Linked DNA regions of Mus musculus: regions 1 and 3 are each linked to region 2. The links are chromatin contacts, called in public Micro-C and promoter capture Hi-C maps. All regions are on one chromosome and are shown on one strand. The core of a region is the stretch at or near the end of the contact, and the rest is flanking DNA. Distances in the headings are between cores, read along the strand shown.

Region 1 (3,739 bases), core at 979-3,478, 130 kb after region 2:
GCCAATCTCTTCAGCCTGCCCCTGCGGGGAATTCTCTGGTTTGAGATCCACACAGCTGTGTTCCTGGGCCACCAGCCAGGATGTCATCAATCAGTCCTGACCCCTCCCTGCACTCGGGACACCCGGAGAGGAGAGCCTCCATCCCATGCCCCTTCCTTTGTCTCAGCCCCTATTCTGCCTTAGCTAGGGCAACTCTAAGACCAGCGCGCTTGCCTGGGTCAGGCATCTCTCTCAAGGTCTTAGGTCTGACCTTTACTCCCCTCTGACCTTTCCTTTTTCTCCCTGTTCAGTAACCTCTGGGGTCGGTTCAGAGAGAAGACGTGTGTGACTTGTATGTGTGACTGCCAGCCCTAGAGGGTTTCCCTGGACAACACCATACTGGATTGAACTAACATTTCAAGCCAGCTGGATCACAAGCCCTTTAAAGATCTGGATGGCTCAAGTCATATTACCCTTCTCTATGGCATGGTCTGGTACCTAGAATGTGCTAGGTACACTTTGTTGAAACACATACTGGAAACACAAGAGAATTTGAGAAGACAAGTTGAGGAAAGGCGGGCTTGCAGAGCTGGGAGTCTCCTCATGACAGAGGCTATGAGGATGGCAAGGGTTACACTTCCTCTTCTCAGGGCAGTTGCTCCCTCTAGCAGCTGAGGCAAAGGCAGGGTGCTTCTACACTTCCTGTTCTCTGGGCACCACAACTCCATTTCCAGATGCAGTTGCCTCACAAAGACCCCTCCTTGCTCTCTTCCATCCTTCCTGGTCAGATTCCACAGGAGGTCCATCTAGGTCCATCCTCCATGCACAGCCCATGAGAGATGGGACGCTCTTGAATTTACAGATGTGAGGGTCTTAGCCAAGGTTTCTCCTCTCCTTGTCTACCTCTGGGATCATCTGGTATAGTCTTGTTTTTGAAACAAGCAAAGGCAGCCTTTGAAGTCATTCAAGCCCACAGTTCAGTCTTTTACAATTAGATGCATTATATACAAGAGTATGCAGAAACAGGCTGGGGCTGTAGTTCAGTCTGTAGAGTATAGAGTTCCTGCCCAGCATGCACAAAACCCTGAGCTCCATCCCCGGGACTACATAAACTGGTCATGATGGAGCATGCCTGGAATCTCAACACTTGTGATCAGAAATGCAAGTTTGTCGTTTGGGTTAGAGATCTTATCTCAGATAAACAAACAAACAAATTTTCTTATGTGTAAAGGTGTAACTTACCCATAAAGTTGTGACGTGTGCAAGAGGAAAGGACAATGGTGTCTCGCATCTGTTTCTCAAGGGGTCTTCAAGAGAGCCAGTTGGAGCCTTTGCTCTACTGCTTTGCTGAGAGCCCCTTTCTCCCTTTGATCTGGGCAGCCTGGCTGTCTCCTGTGTAGCTAGTTGGAATCCTTCCTGTTTGTCCACTCCTCCTGATCCATGATGCCCTGACTTCTCCACATTAACCGTAAGATTTGTTTTTAACTTAATGAAAGGACCTAGTTCAACTCTTTGTCATTAGTAGGAGGAAACTGTCTGGGAAGGGAAAGGGCAGCCCGGCTACCACCGGGAGCCAGTGTTTGAGCAGTTGGGATCTGAGTCCGGCCCTGACTGGCTGGAGTTGACCACGACAGATCTTTCAGGCTCTCATCAGTCACCTGGAGAAGTCATGTCTTCCTGCCCTAAGTTCTTATCTGAAACAAAGACATGAGAAGTGGGTGGGCCAAAGCGGGAGCTGAACTTGAAGTTCAGAATCAGCCTTGGTTTCAGACTGGCTTTAGCCAGATTAGCAGCTCACTGTGTGGTGGTGGACCAATAACCTCACCTTTCTGAGCTTCAGTTTTGTGCTCGGGACTGTAGAATCCCATAGGATGATTCTGAGGAATTCATGTGTGCACAGAAGCGCATTCATGGTGCTTAGTATCAGTAATGGGAGTTTCCCTTGCTGCCTTTTTTTTTTTTTTTTTTTTTTTTTTTTAAATGCCATCCGTCTCAGTAACTATGGACCCAGGAGGGAAAGGTTAAGGAGGGAGTTTGTGGAAAGCCCGGCTTGAATGCAGGTGCCCCGGCGTCTTTCTTCCTAGGTGGAAGATCTACAGCCCAGTAATGCCTCCAGAAGAGCCTTTGTGGGAACCTTGCCTGTCCTCTCCAGGTTGGATGCCTGAGGGTGAGCCACAGGGAGAGACCCAGGCCAGTGCCTGGAGGCCGAATGCGGCCTGCAGCGCCCCCTCGTGCTCGGAAAGTGAAGGCGACCTTTGCTCGCTCCTTGCAGCTGGGACTGCGGAAGCGAGGACTTCATCCAGGAAGAGAGCAGGCTCCGGGTGATGTTTCAGGAAGCCATAGCCTGTAACTACACTCCCCAGGACATTTCACGGTTAACAGTCAGAGATCGGTAAATTCTCACTCTACATGAGAACACACACACACACACACACACACACACACACACACACTCACACACACACACACACACACACACACACACACACACACACACGCTGGAGAGTAGGCACAGGTAAACTCATCTGGAGATGCAAATGTGATATAGCCAGGTAGGGAAGCCACTGAAGAGATGAAAGCAAATAGAAATAAGATTGTGGTTAAATTCAATGAGGAGCCCTTGGGATAGACACTGTACTGATGTATCAGGGCTCAGGATCTGAAGTTTGATGGAGCAGTGAACGGCCTGGCTAGGTACCCGAGAGGCAGCGAGAACAGGTAGGACATGAAGATGCAGCCAGGATACACGTCAACGTGGCAACCATGTGAGCTCACACCCTGCCTCTTCCACTCCCTAGCTGATGGGCTTGATATGACTCCTGATCTGTACAATGACACACCTCCACATCTTCCTTACAGGTTACTCTGTACACTGAAGGGGACAGCATAAGTCGGACTACTGACATTTCCAATCAAGTCAGCAGAGAATGTGCCCTCTCATCAACACCCGTCCCTCCCCAGTCAGCGGGGCTGCTGCCTTGTCTCTTGCCCTTTGAGAGCGCACACCACAATCAGAGAACTCTCTGCTCCCTCCCAGCCCCAGATCTCCCAGAAACTGCATCTTTATTCATGTTTTTGCCCTTGTTCTCACCAATTGCCAAGAACCCTTTGCCTTTTAGTTCTTTCTCATAAGGACTCTACTTCTAAGAACTGGTGTCCTTTTTCCTTAATAATTGATCCCCTCTTACTCATCGACACACAAGCAAACCTACTGTATCTTGCTATAAAATGCCAAGCCCTCCCCACACCCCACCTACAGTTCCTCTCTGCTCCTCATCCAAGGGCTTTCAAGACCTTGTCCTGAGCTCTTCCATCCTCCGAGGGGCCTCTCAGAAGCCACACACAGCAGACCCAGAGAAACCAGGACTGAAATCGGTGCTTAGGAGGGGCAGGACTCTGGCCTCTTTGAGGGTCCATACTATATTGTTAAGAGTTTTCTTGAACTAACTATTTTTCTACATATAAATACATATCTTTCTATTTATAGACATATATATTCTGCTCATAAACATCAGAGCAGCCAACTACAAAACCATTAAAAAAATAGTTTAAAATGGAAAAGGACTCGATTTGGTGGTGACATCTTTAATCCCAGCACTAGAAAGGCAGAGACAGGTAGGTCTCTGTGAGTTTAAAGCTAGACTGGTCTACATAGCAAGTTCCAGGCTAGCTAGGGCTTCGTACTTCATCTAAAACAACAACAAACTCCAAACATTAAACACCCACCGATAGAGAAAAGCAATCATAGTCCTAATACTAA
Region 2 (4,207 bases), core at 689-3,188:
ACTGGGGAGATCTGAAAACTCAGAAAGCCAGGGTAGACCCTGGACAAGCTCCTCGTACCATCAAAGCCTGTGTTTTCCCATCTATATTAGAGGAGAAAAGGCATGAATGCACAGGACTGTATCTGCAAAGGAAGGGAAGAGAACTCACAAAGCAACCACACAGCCGTTCTTAGCAGGAATATTGTGGAGACCTGTGCTGTGGTGGGACCAGCAAGTGGCCAGCGGTGGGAGCAGAAGCAACCACAGTGAAAAGTGAGACTCCACTGAGCATGGCATCTGATAAACAACCACTCTCTTTAGAGCACAAGCCCCGCCCCGGAAGGTGGCCCAGAAACCAGAGGTGTGGGGTCACTCACTTGTGTAGGTGATAGACAGCACCAGGACATCCAGCCTACCCAGACCAGGGGCTCTTCCCCTCTGAGGTAGGTGCCTTCCCAGCTCCCCGGGGGAGCAGGGGCCCAGTGTGTGTGGCTCTGTTTCCTCTTTAGTAGCAGTAGAAGGACATAGATGATTCTCCTTTAATTGTGCCCCAGCTGGAGGAGGGGTGCAAATGCATTTGGATGCAGGGAGAGGGAGCTGGGGTGTTCCTGGAGAGGAACTCACTCACCAGCCTGGAGCAGGGCTCCCTGTGCCTTCAGTGTGAATGGTGAAGGTAAGGGAGGAGAATTTACTAAAACACGTTGTTTTAAAATGCTATAATGACATCTAATATTTTGTATGATGTTTACGAAAGAAACTAAATTTAAAGAAGAAAATAAGTAACAACAGGAAGGGGGAAGAGATTGAGACCCTGAGGAGGAGGAGGAGGAGGAGAAGGAATCTGCCTTTAAGAAATTAGAGTTGAGGCAGGGGAGAGAGGGCTTGAGTTAAGAGTACTGGCTGCTCTTCCTAGAGGACCTAGATGCAATTCTCAGCACCCACATAGCAGCTCACAAATGTCTGAAACTCCAATTCTTGGGAATCTGACACGATCACACATGCAGGCAAAATACCAATGTACATGAATTAAAAAAAAAAAAAACAACCTTTAAAAGAAACAAGGGTTCAGTACCACTACTGACATCTTGTTTCCCCAGAGGCCTTACTTTAATTATTTATTGTTTCCACTTAGTTGCTCAATTAATTAATTTAGAGGTTTTTTTCTTCCTTTCTTTTTCTTTTTTCTTTCTCTCTTTTTTTTCTTCTTAAGACAGGGTTTCTCTGTGTAGCTCAGGCTATCCTGGAACTCACTCTGTAGACCAGGCTGGCCTTGTACTCAAAGATCTGCCTGCCTCTGCCTCCCCAGTGCTGGGATTAAAGACATGCACCATCACTGCCCTGCTTTCCTCTTTTTATTTTGAAAATTGTTCATCAACAGTTACTAAACGTGTTCGAATTCCAAGAGCTGACTAGACATATAAGACCATTCAGCCTTCTGAATAAGATGTAGGTGTGCCCCTCCTCTTACTCCTCTATTTGGAAGTTGGTTACTTTCTGTATGTAGTATGCGAATCCCCCTCTGCCACCCCGCTTTCTGTTTTAAAACAGAAAAGGCTGCAACATACAGTGTGTGCTTCTGTTCTTGAACTGGAAGCTTAGGCTGTCCTGGACTTGGGTTGAGACCTGGGCTCATCCAGATAGGAAATGGATTTGGTGACCCCGCCAGGACTTCGCAGGCACCACATCGTGGTCGTGTGTGGGTGCTGTATGCACCCACTGATTGCGCGCGTGGGTTCCAGAGCTTGGTGGTCTGCGAGAGGAGAGTGGGCAAGAGTGGGTGTGTCTGTGGAGCCCCAGCTAGGGGCTGCTGCCCGCTGCTCCCACTTGTGGCTCCTGGGCGCCGCCAGCAGGCACATCTCCGGAGGACGCCGCGGGATGGGAGCTGATGACAGGAGAGCGCCGTCTCCCGAGTGATGGCAGCGCACGCTGCTGCCTCGCCGCCTCCGCCGCTCAGTCCTGATCTTACGTTAGGGTAGCTGGGTACCCCCTCCGCCCGGGAACCAGCTAGTAGAGGGAGAACAGAGCAGAGCGTGCGGCAGAGCCGATCCCGCGTCCCGCCGAACCCTGCCAAGCCCCGCCAATCCCAGCAGAGCAGGAACCAGCGCAGCTGAGCCAACACCGGACGCCGCACTGAGACCCAGCATTCCCCAGCCGCCACTACCCGGTCCCCGCCGGGGTGCCGGGCTCGTCCTGTGAGCCCCTCGTCATGCGTGTCGGGCTCTTCGACTCTCCAGATCAGTTCCAGAGCGGTGGCCTCAGGAGCCCAGGTCCGGATACCTCTCGTTGAAATAGTTGGGTGGCTAAGAGAGGGGTCTCCACGTCGGGGACGCGGAGGGGACCTGCGGAGTTGGCGTCCGAACGCATAGAGCGGGGCCACCCGGCGCCGCTCCACCATTACCTCCCCAGGCGGCAAGGAGGAGCTGGTGGCGGTCGCCTCCCGGCTGTGGCAGCGGCGGCGGCGCGCCTGCTTGGCGGCCGTCGGCGTGCTCTTGGCCATGGCACTGGGGCTGCTGATCGCGGTGCCTCTGCTGCTGCAGGCGGCGCCCCCCGGAGCGGCTCACTACGAGATGCTGGGCACCTGCCGCATGATCTGTGACCCATACAGCGTCGCTCCCGCAGGGGGACCCGCGGGCGCCAAGGCTCCACCGCCGGGACCCAGTACCGCTGCCCTGGAAGTTATGCAGGACCTCAGCGCCAACCCCCCGCCTCCGTTTATCCAGGGACCAAAGGGTGATCCGGGGCGACCAGGCAAGCCAGGGCCTCGGGGTCCTCCTGGAGAGCCAGGGCCTCCTGGGCCCAGGGGTCCCCCGGGAGAGAAAGGAGACTCGGGGAGGCCAGGGCTACCCGGACTGCAGTTGACAACCAGCGCGGCCGGTGGCGTTGGAGTGGTGAGTGGCGGAACCGGGGGCGGTGGCGACACGGAGGGAGAAGTGACCAGTGCGCTGAGCGCCGCCTTCAGCGGTCCCAAGATCGCCTTCTACGTGGGACTCAAGAGCCCCCACGAAGGCTACGAGGTGCTCAAGTTCGACGACGTGGTCACCAATCTTGGCAATCACTACGACCCCACTACAGGCAAGTTCAGCTGCCAGGTGCGGGGCATCTACTTCTTCACGTACCACATTCTCATGCGTGGCGGCGACGGAACCAGCATGTGGGCGGATCTCTGCAAGAACGGGCAGGTCAGTGACTTTCTCCCACACACCCCTCCCTACCTTTCCCGGCCCAACAGAGTCCGCAGACCGTTCATTACAGGCGCCCGGAACCCCAGGGAACTATATACTGTTTCCTGCCACTCTCCAGCGCCCCAGCAAACTCTGGGGTCGGGTGGGCGCTGGACCACATGCATCGCCCAGCTTCCCTGCGTACTATGCTGTCCTTTGCATAAATGTACTGGGCGTTTGAGACTGGACCCCGGGTGCACAGTGACCCTGGCACCTAAATAGGTCTCCAGTCCCCAATCGATTGAGTCATGGCCTGAAGTGGCTGGGCTCCTAGAAAAACCCAGTTGTCTTTATCACTGTGATTGCACGTGGGCCATCCCTTTCCCTCCAGTTTATTCATCTTGGCCTTGACCCCCTAGGACCTTTACATACTGGGCAAGTAAACCCCCTTTCCTTGACTCTGCTACCAAGAGAACTTGGAGCCGAGGAGGGAGTGTTTACACTGAAGTAGCAGGCAGGGAGCCTGCAAAGGGATGGGCGAGGGAGGCCAGGCTTGGACTCAGGAAGAGGTGCAGGGTCCCACCCGCTCGCTCTTCTGGTTCGCCCCGCAGGTGCGAGCCAGCGCCATAGCCCAGGACGCGGACCAGAATTACGACTACGCCAGCAACAGCGTGGTACTGCACCTGGATTCAGGCGATGAAGTCTACGTGAAGCTGGACGGCGGGAAGGCTCACGGCGGCAACAATAACAAGTACAGCACGTTCTCGGGCTTCCTCCTGTATCCGGATTAGGGGCCTAGAGGGCGCGCGCGAGGCCGGGTGGCTTCAGGCCACCCCATCCCCATCGGGCGCGCGCGGGCTCTTTGGTGAATGTCACTCTGCGGCTTCATGACACTTCCTGACATCTCCGTTGGAAAAGACACATCCCTGCTCTCCTACTTGTCCTGCCTCAGGCCTCAGTGTGTCTAGGATTCACTACGCTGCGGGGAGGCTGTGTCCCCGGTCCCAGTGCCCATCCTGGGGAGGGAGAGGGAACATTCAAGTGGGGAGCTGGGCGAGAATCCCAGC
Region 3 (3,926 bases), core at 917-3,416, 200 kb after region 2:
TTCTGATACCCAATGCTCCAGCACCCATCACCTTGGCAGGCCACCTCTGATACTCAAGAGAGCCTGCAGCAGGAAGCCAAACGCCAGAATTGCTTTCCCTTTGGATCTGAGAACCGAGTCCTTCCAGATGAATGTTAACTGGAGTGACCCACCTAGGTATTTGGAAGTTTATGTGAGTGTGCTCACCTATATACCTGCATCTGGAAGCCAGAGGTCAATGTCAGGGGTCTTCAACCACTCTCCAGCTTATGTATTGATTTAGAGACAAGGTCTCTTGCTGAAACAAACTCACAGAATCAGTTGACTGTCTCACCGCTGAGTCCCAGGATCACCTCTCTGCAGTACTGGGGTTACAAAGGCACAGAATTGTGTTTGCCTTTTTTAAACATCCATGTTTAAATTCGGGGGGAATCCGCCATGTTTGTGAGGTATCCCCCAACACTCATCCCTGTGTTTAAGACAGGGTCTAGGTATCCCAAGCTGGCCTTGAATTGGATATGAATATGACCAATCCTCCCTTCTTCCTCCACCCTGCAGTACTGAGTTACAAGCATGGGCAGCCCTGTCTGGTTTAATGAAACACTTGTTTGATCTCGGGGCCTTGAACATGCAAAATGAGCGCTCTACCAAATTAGGGACACCCCTAGTCTTTACCTAGGAATTTCTCTGGCATCCTTGGTTGATTCCTTTCCCCCCTACAAGTATGGAAAAGTCCTTGAAAATGTCAGGCAGGTTAGCTGCCCCCACCCCTGCTGGAATGCTCTGGGCAGAGCCTAAGGCTCCCCACTCCTCCAGGAACTTCACTGGGGCAGAGTCTGGGTTGCCTGTTCAGGGTTTATTCTTCATAGTCTCACCTGCTGTTTGTCATTCAGCTCGGGCCTGAGACGGGCTGAGTAGATTGGCACTAAAGCAGGCGATTTATATTCTGAGCAGAGTTTAAATGAACTGCGCAGAAGTCAAATCTCGAATTGTTCTTGTTTACCTTGAGCAGGGCTGAAGACTTAGGCTTGGGTCCATCCAAATTCCTAATGGACCAACTGCCCCAATTACAGATGATGCTGCAGGAGTCTGGATGCCTTGGGAGGGGCTCAGTGTCCTTCAGCTTGGGCAAGGGATGCTGCAGGGCACAGGGAAGGTGCATGGCACGGGGGAAGGGTGTTGGGCCAGAGAATGACTTTCACAGATTGTCCTTCCCTCTCCTGCAGCAAAAACTTCATAAGACAGCAGCATTCAAAGGGGACAAGACTTTACAGTGGGTGGCACTGGGAGGGGCCGCCCATGGTGCTGTGGGTGACACAGGATGGGCTAGTATTTGGAGGGGGGTTGGTTTTTTGAGACAGTCTCATACAATGGAGGCCAGCGTTGAACTCCTTATGTAGCTGAAGATGACCTTGACCCTCTAATCTCCATACCTCGTCCCCCACCCCAAGTGTGAGGTTTGAAGATGCATACCACCATGTTCATTTTAGAGATACTGGGGATCTAACCCAAGACCTCCCTCTTGCATGCTGGGCCACTCTCTATGGTATCTCATTCAATAACTGATGCATAAGCACGTTGGGTTAAAAATGTGGGAGGAAGAATTACATTTATGTTTACCTCCCTGCAAAGCCAGATGGCCAGTTCTGAAGCAGGACATTGACCTAAGACCCTTGTCATAGCCTGAGCAAAGCAGAAGTGTGATGGCTACCACAGGAGAGCAACACTTAACCTCCAAGGGGGACTGTGGGAAAGAGATCAGAATCAGTCATCTTTCTGGCTGTGAAAGCTTCCATCTCTAAACTCTGGTGCTGCTCTGGGCAGTCCTCAGGGTTCTGACTCCAGAGTCCCCCACCTAGACAGCAGCAGGAAAGAAGCTCTGGTCTCTGGACTCACTTAGCAGCCCAGCACCCATGGGATGTCGGTATCTTAGCCCAACTATTCCTATAGCCTGGGCCTTTCCAGTGCAGCTCTGGTTTGTGAGGACAGAGGTATATTCAAGCCAAGTGTGCTTTGGGAAGGTAATCAGTAGGGTCACCTGCCGGTTCCTCCTCGTCCTCTCTCCTCCAGGGAAGTGACACACAGACATGCATGCATATACACAATATGCACAAATGCATAGCTGTGCTACCTATCAACATCGGTATGCACATATACGGACATATAGCTCCTCCCATGAGAAGTTGTTCTTTCTGTGTCAAGAATATTTCCTGGGGCTATAGGTGGAGCTCAGCTCAACAGAGTTCTTGCCTGTCAGCATTCTGGGGGTCAGAAGTTCAAGGTCATGCTTGACTATATCCGCTGCCCAAGGGCAGTGGGGGATACGTGAAACTGTCACAAAAACAAAACCGAAGACTTTCAGGAAAAGTTATTTAGGTTCAGAAATCCCCTGGTCTAAACCCCTGTCATTCAAGAGGTCAGAATTGTCACACAGGGTCAGCTTCTTGGCTTATCAAGGCTGAAATTCTCTCTGGTGGAAGTCCAGAGAACTAATTAATGAGAGGGTGGGAGGTGTTTTCCCTGACTCTAGAGTCTGCGTGTTCCTGATGTGACTGGGTTGAGTTTCCCTTAATCAGTTCCAATCTGGGTCTGTCATCCTTGTCTTAAATGTAGTTATAATTTCAGCTGTCAGTTTATTTCCCAAAGTGAAAATAGCAAACAGGGCTTTTAATGAATCAATCACCCAGCACAATTGTGCAAACAGGAGGCTGAGAGGCGATGGTTAGTGTGCCGGGAATCTGAGTCTTGTTTCCTAAGCCCCTCTCACTGATGGCTGTTGTAGATGCTGGGGATCCAGGGCTGCAGCAGAATACATCAGGGTATTCATCCACACCTGTGGGAACAAATATACCTCTGAGGTGGCTGGGCAATGGCTCAGTCAGCAGGGTGCTGCTATGCAGGTGTGAGGACCTGAGTTTGGACCCCCAATATCTACATACATAATGAGCAAGTCAGCAGACCTGCATAATCTCAGTGCTAGGGAGGCAGAAACAGAGACAGATCCCATACGCTTGCTGTTCAGTCAGCCTAGCCAGATCGGTGAACTGCAGGTTAATGAGAGATACTGTCTGAGAGAGAGAGAGAGAGAGAGAGAGAGAGAGAGAGAGAGAGAGAAGGGAGGGAGAGAGAGATATTGAGGAGGATACCCCAGCATTGACCTCTGGCTTCATGTGTGTGTGTGTGTATACACACACACACACACACACACACACACATTCACACAATACTTCTGTGATAAAAGATCCCCACATTCTCTCTGCCTGGTACCTCACTTAGTAACCAGGAGTGTGCCCATGGCCTTGTGCCTTCCTAATGTGCTGAGGCTTTCTATGTCTGTCACCACATAGTGCACAGGGGAGGGGAGAAGACTGATGTGCAAGCCCCAGGCTCCCCAGTCACTGAACATGGCTAGGTGACTTTGTGGCTGTCCGTGTCTCCTTTCTGGGATACAGAATTAGGTGAGCATGTTCTTCAGGAAGGAAGAGACAGAGTAAAGGGTTCTCTCCATTCTATGAGTCAGTGCTGACTCACCTTAGCAGACACACGATGCCTTTTCATTCAAGGAAATCCACAGATGGAGGAGTCCTGGATATTTCATGCTAATGTCAAGAGGGCATATGAGAAGGGAGGCTTTCTTTCCCCAGCTCCTTAATAGAAGGAGGAAGGGAAGGCTCACAGGACCCTGAGTGTGGGTTCCATCTAGCCACAAGTGGCCTTGGTAGATGCTCAAGTATGTAGGAAATAGAAGTTGGCTGAGAGAGAGGAACTCCATGATGAAACGTCCATAAGGTCGCCATCTGTGATGGTGCAGAACTTTGAAGTGAAGCAGATGTTTGGGGGTAACTCACATTCCTGCGAGTGACCTTTCCCCCAGGCTCTGTAAGGAACCCCAATAAAATTATTGTCTTACCAGCTGGACTTGGGTGGAATCACTTACTTTGGTCTGT

Evidence for each region. Promoter capture Hi-C pulls out the DNA fragments that hold promoters and counts their contacts. A called contact is a pair of places that touch in the nucleus more often than the background predicts.
Region 1: a contact with region 2 is called in a Micro-C map of trophoblast stem cells, with 2.4 times the contacts expected there. The contact joins the enhancer-like site here to the promoter of C1ql2 in region 2. A contact is called at or near these places in 1 of 39 promoter capture datasets (stem cell-derived epiblast-like cells), 2 of 15 datasets of contacts at CTCF or cohesin (embryonic stem cells and large pre-B cells), 24 of 484 Hi-C or Micro-C datasets (the AML12 cell line, the C10 cell line, the C2C12 cell line and 19 more) and 7 of 115 datasets of contacts at active chromatin or transcription factors (bone marrow-derived dendritic cells, embryonic stem cells and stem cell-derived neural progenitor cells).
Region 3: a promoter capture Hi-C map of trophoblast stem cells shows a contact between it and region 2, with 3 times the contacts expected there. The contact joins the enhancer-like site here to the promoter of C1ql2 in region 2. A contact is called at or near these places in 14 of 39 promoter capture datasets (the 3T3-L1 cell line, the HPC-7 cell line, cranial neural crest and 7 more), 1 of 15 datasets of contacts at CTCF or cohesin (the NIH/3T3 cell line), 66 of 484 Hi-C or Micro-C datasets (the 3T3-L1 cell line, 3T3-L1-derived adipocytes, the AML12 cell line and 41 more), 9 of 115 datasets of contacts at active chromatin or transcription factors (bone marrow-derived dendritic cells, embryonic stem cells, epiblast stem cells and 1 more) and 2 of 9 other capture datasets (embryonic stem cells and liver).

Annotation. Positions count from the first base shown.
Region 1 is chr1:120,466,888-120,470,626 of GRCm38.p6, forward strand. No RefSeq gene overlaps it. Among named protein-coding and RNA genes, the nearest start is that of Gm46154, 33 kb to the left of the region's middle. Within about 2 kb of position 2,229, at least 3 of the 459 cell types and tissues checked have an H3K27ac peak or open chromatin away from gene starts, as enhancers often do. A contact at or near this core is called in trophoblast stem cells, where this site is marked.
Region 2 is chr1:120,338,644-120,342,850 of GRCm38.p6, forward strand. It overlaps C1ql2 (complement component 1, q subcomponent-like 2), which reads left to right and starts at 1,939. Exons shown (of 2, transcript NM_207233.1): 1 at 1,939-3,158; 2 at 3,752-4,207. The coding sequence starts at 2,475. The coding sequence ends at 3,931.
Region 3 is chr1:120,537,480-120,541,405 of GRCm38.p6, forward strand. No RefSeq gene overlaps it. Among named protein-coding and RNA genes, the nearest start is that of Gm41939, 33 kb to the right of the region's middle. Within about 2 kb of position 2,167, at least 2 of the 459 cell types and tissues checked have an H3K27ac peak or open chromatin away from gene starts, as enhancers often do. A contact at or near this core is called in morula and trophoblast stem cells, where this site is marked.